2 separate regions of the Zea mays genome follow, and region 1 is linked to region 2. The links are chromatin contacts, called in public Hi-C maps. All regions are on one chromosome and are shown on one strand. The core of a region is the stretch at or near the end of the contact, and the rest is flanking DNA. Distances in the headings are between cores, read along the strand shown. Region 1 holds the start of LOC103647016 (transcription factor GTE8). Region 2 holds the start of LOC100272317 (cleavage stimulating factor 64-like).

Region 1 (2,700 bases), core at 169-2,668, 780 kb before region 2:
AAATAATAATATTCCCATTTCCGCTATTTAACATTGCACGTTGCCATAATGGTATTGCATGTCTCCATTTCCACTCATCATCAAAACCAGCTAATGTTTCATTTGGGCCTACCCCACAATAATGGTCGATTGGTCGCCTTGCAGGAAACAGAAACAACTATGAACCAGACCGAAGCCATCAAGAAGTAACCATCGAAGCAGTGTTGTAACACAAGCGAACATACCTCTGATAAAAGCCTAAAGCGCTACCTAGGAACCACAGGATAAGGCACGAAACAAGCCATTAAGCGGCTGATTGGATGCCTGGGCGAGCACAGGCAGGCTTGCGCAGTCCTGTCCCGTGGGATACGGCTAATTTCTGCGTATGTGTGGATACAAGCAAATAAGGCTAGGCTGCATCAGTGCATGCGCGCCCAGCCTCCTATATGTACTGGACTCAATGCAACCAAACACGTGACCCTAGTCAATGCATGCAAGGAGTCTAGCTCTCCTGATGCAGCCAAAGCCAACCAAACACGCGGTAAGCAAACCCTAGAATCCCAAACTAGCCCTAAGGACAAACAACGATTCTAGGGAGGTCGAGGTCCCATAAAGGTTGATTTGAAATTCGGTACGGTGAGGAATTAGGTCCGGCCGTTTCGTGTTGGCAAGGAAACGAGACCAATTTCCCAGCAGATCCGAAATGAATGGGTCCATTTCCGTGATGGCGCAAACGAACCATAAACTATCTCGAAGAGTCCGGAACAAGGCACGCCAATTCACTAATCATTCCACGCGAATCGATGCGAAGAACACATTCTCCACACGCTCGGAAATCGGAAACCCTAGCTAGTACGAGGACGTGATACAAATAAAAGCCTAGGCCGCAGGCACGCAGGAAAGAGAAGCGAAGAAGAGGAGCACACCAACCTGTGGGGAGACTCTTAACGCTCTTCGGCGCGGACGACAGCGGGTGCGCCGGACCTGGCTCCCTCTCCTCCCCTCTGCCTCGCGGTGAGGGCGGATCCGGGTGGACGCGCCTCCCCACGGCGCGGAGGGAGCCGGGAAGGGAGGGGGCGCGTGCTCCCTGGCGACGCCGCGCGGCTCCCTCTTCTTCGCCGGCGAGAGCCGACGGTGGTAGGGGATTAGGGTTGCGGGAACGGGCACCGGGACACGGGCTCGGGCTCGGCCTTTCGGCGGCAGGAGTCGATACGACGCGGCCAGCTCCTCTTTGTCTCCGCTGGACCCAGATTCGGACTCGGGAACGAGGGAGAAGAAAGGTGGTGCCGTGGTCGTGTCCACTCGCCAAGAAGTTGCACCTTTGGTCAGTTTGGTTGAGTTGTGGTCCTGAAAAAATTTGTTGTGAACTGTAATATGTGGAATATGTGTTGTGAGCTGTTAAAAACTAAAAACTGTTTGGTGTAAACTACTAAAAGCCGTTAAAAGTTCTTGGATATATGTTTTCATAGTTCCATATGAAAGCCACTAAAAGTAGGTCTAAGGGTGCTTTCAGTTTTATACTGCGAAAAAGTCGGCTTTAAAAAAAAACTGCTTTCTGGATCCATTCCTTTGATTTGGCTTTTTTTTATGTATCAAAAGTCAAAGGCAAAAGTCAAACCAAACACATCCTTAATCTAGTTGTGGTTGAGGATTTTACAGTATTTTCTCTCTATATATTGTTGTTGTAGCAGTCTAAACAGTTGCGACTCTTGTGGCTGCAAGGCAGCGGTGGAGAACGTAGGGGGCTTTGTGATGTAGCACAGCCCATGCAGGCTCATAATGGGCTCCTGCACGACTTATATGGGGTATTTGGTTTGAGAAATCATTCCATCCAAAATAAGTTATGTATCATGGGTTCATTCCTTAAATTTGGTGGGATGATCACATTCCTCGTATTAGTGCTAATTAATTAATTTTGAGGAATAAGGTCTTAAATTTGGTGGGATGATCGCATTCCTCATATTAGTGCTAACTAAATAATTTTGAGGAATGAGGTGGTGATGGATTAACTCATTTCATTCCACAAATCAAACAAAAAAACGAAAAGTGAGAAGATGATGGACTAACTCATTCATCAAACCAAACACCCTAATAGTTTTTCGAACGGTCACGAGAACATAAGACGTCTTTATAGACGCTCTATCTATACTATGCAAAAAATCATCAATTTATAGAAGTTCACGGGTTATACAAACTTTTGATCCAACATTATGATTCATAGTAATAACATCGGCCTTGTTTAAAATAAACATTACACTGGAAACCAAAAGTGTTTTGTCACCGGCTCACAACTGTATAACAGGAGTGCCAATGAGGCATATGTCAACTAACAAGACAAGGTAATATGATTAATAGTTATTATTTGAGGTTGTCAAAAGGTCAGGGTGAGAAGTACACATCATGTGCCAATGTTGCTACATATTGAAAGGAACATAATTTAACTTACAAATCATGTGCCAATGTTGCTTCTCCCTATCCTCGTCAAGTTCATTTTTGTTTTGTATATTCACAATTAGTATATATATATACTAGGTATGTGCACGTGCGTTGCGACATGATTAACAAAAATTAGTATGAATCATACTTGCAGAGTAAAAAATTACACATAGCAACAAAAATCCTGAAAGGGAATTAGGCTTACACCTAGTTCCTAAATAAATTTTGGTGGTTGAATTGCCCAACACAAATAATTGGACTAACTAGTTTGCTCTAGTGTATAAG
Region 2 (2,700 bases), core at 96-2,595:
ATGTATTGTGAGTCAACACTATAAATAGTTGTACAGTGCCATGCATGAGACACCTTATTTGCCCGAGGTCTGATTTGTTCCACCTACGAAGCTGTATCTTCTTTGCCTCTATACTTCCCATTTTGCTTAAAAGATGTACTTGTAATTTTGCATAATGGAGAAGAAGCAACAAAAATGATACATCATTCTTCTTAAGTGGCCTTACTTTATTCAAAGGTCATTTTATTTTCATAGTCTTTTTCCTCTAATCTATCTTCAGAATAGATTACAGGAATAAATGTCTCTTAACATGAATTATATTGTCCTGTTTTGGTCTGTTTTAGGAATCAAAACAGGTGACCAACACCACTAAACTGAAGTTTAGTCTCTGTCACATCATCGAATGTTTGAATGATAATTATATTAAATATAGTTTAATTATAAAATTAATTATACAAATGGAAACTAAAAGACCAGATAAATCTAATTAATTCTATATTTAATAATTAATAGTTAAATATTTGATGTGGCACGAGCTTAGTTTTAGTCAGGAAAATTAAATGCCTCATTGACATTCCGGTTGTCAGTCAAGCACACACGAACGCGAACGACTTGTGGAGTTGTGGGGCAAAAAAAAAAACAAAGAAATAAAATCAGAGCGATGAATGCGGGGAGCATGGTCGAGACTCAAGAGCGAAGAAACACACTTAGAACGAGAATCCAGGCTAATCAAAGCAAATCAGCGCAATAAATCCCGGCTGGAAAAGAAAAACGCGTTGGCAGCTAAATCGGTGTCTTGTCAAGAGCACATGAACACCAGAGGAGCTGTGAAATCTTATTATCCTGTCATGCCGCACCTTTGTTTACACGTAGAGATAAATTTAATCCGTGGTTTGTTGTAACGACCTTAAGTATATGGGCTGTTTAGTATTACGCCTAAACTGCCACCTCTTGCCACACTTTCGCTGCTGCAGCTATGGCGGCCGATTCAGCCGCCGCGGCTTAGACGCGGCGTGGCGCCGCGCGTCAGACACTAAACTAACCCTATATCTCATCTATTCTTATCTCTAGAAACAATATATTCTTATCTCTACAAACAAATCATGTCTAAGGTCATATTTATAACCTCTAAAATTAATAATTCGCTATTAAAAATTATTTGTTGGTTTCCAAATACCATCCCTTAATACCATAACTAATTGTTAGTACCTCACATCTAACAATTAGTTTATTAGCTGATTTAACCCAGCTAATAATTTATTAGCTAGGTAACTATTAACTCTAGTTATTCTAAACAAGGCTTAAGCTTATCTTTATCTGCACATATATATGTTGACACCCTTGCCTCCCCTCCCTCAGTCCCTCCCCTATAATAAACGGGCGCCACGCACGCCACAGCCGCGGCCTGCGAGCGAGGCATACACATCCACGGGCCACGCCCACCGGCATCTCACGGCGGAAGCAGCCAAGCAGCCGGCCGGGCGCCTCCCGTGCCGCCGCTGAGCATGGCCGCTGCTCCCGTGGGCGCTCAGAATCGCTGCGTCTTCGGTACGCCTTCGCCACCCTCGGTTACGTTCCCTGACCGGCGTGATCCGGAAGCTCGGAGGCTTTGGTTCCACTTGGAGGGGCCGAGGGGGGAGGAGAGCCACCTGCCGTGGTTCGCTGGTGTCACCGAGGGCAGCTCCTTTTCAGTTCGGGTCGATTTGGACTCGGCCCCCGGGTTCTTCCGATTTGGCGCTGATTCCCCTGTCCTGAGCCCCTCTTCGGATCGAACTTCTTGCCTAGGGTTTTGGTTTATGGCATTGGAACTGGACCACGGCGCGTCCACCCCCATCGGCCATGACACACTCGTACTAACACATAGCAGTGGCCTTTAGGTCTGTTGGGTCAATACTACCCTGAAAAACCTAGCGCATTAGGGTTACACCCTCAATCATATAAACCATGCTTGACCACCCACACCACACAATGTGGCACTATTCCCAACATATCACCCTAATGCTTCATTGGGCGCGCAAGATGTTTTTGTTGTTGTTTCTGGATGTGCAGGGGATTTTAGGACTGACAGGTTGTATTTATCAATCTCAATTACAGTTGGCAACATACCATACGATGCGACAGAGGAGCAGCTCGTGCAGATTTGCGAAGAGGTTGGCCCAGTCGTATCCTTCAGGTGCGCTTCTGCTCACCCACATAAAAACTGTAACACTGTCGTGCAGCTCTAGATGGGTTGTAGAAACTAGCACTTACTGTCAAAATGTGTGTTTTTGCCTTATTTATTCTGTTTATATTAAAAACGAAGGAATATGTTCAGGTGTTGGCATTGTGCTACAAATGAAAAAGAACCACGGTGCCTCACCACGGTCAGAATACCGACTAACGGCAAATTGATTACACAAGTTTGATGGCTGAATTGCGCTTGTGCAGCACATATCTTTTGAGCAAATATGACAGAAGAAAGCTGTATATGTTGTGATGAGCAGAACAGGGTAAACTAAAAAAATAGATGCCCCCTCGCCAATCTTGCTTTGCTTTCAAAGATTCATGTCTTCCTCAGACGGGGGGGGGGGGGGGGGGTCGTTATGATTCTTGTAAATTTACCTTTAGGAATGGTAATGATATAGAACATTGATGTATAAACTAATGTAGCCATATGTGGAACTTACCAAGTTTCGTTGGGCATGCCTGACATACTATAGAACCACAGTTTTCTTATGAAGA

What was found. A called contact is a pair of places that touch in the nucleus more often than the background predicts.
Region 1: a contact with region 2 is called in a Hi-C map of ear, with 1.8 times the contacts expected there. The contact joins the promoter of LOC103647016 here to the promoter of LOC100272317 in region 2. A contact is called at or near these places in 2 of 25 Hi-C or Micro-C datasets (ear and endosperm).

The regions. Positions count from the first base shown.
Region 1 is chr2:139,324,443-139,327,142 of Zm-B73-REFERENCE-NAM-5.0, reverse strand. LOC103647016 (transcription factor GTE8) reads right to left here and starts at 1,418. Exons shown (of 10, transcript XM_008671591.3): 1 at 910-1,418.
Region 2 is chr2:138,540,811-138,543,510 of Zm-B73-REFERENCE-NAM-5.0, reverse strand. LOC100272317 (cleavage stimulating factor 64-like) reads left to right here and starts at 1,345. Exons shown (of 10, transcript NM_001146801.1): 1 at 1,345-1,527; 2 at 2,074-2,152. The coding sequence starts at 1,485.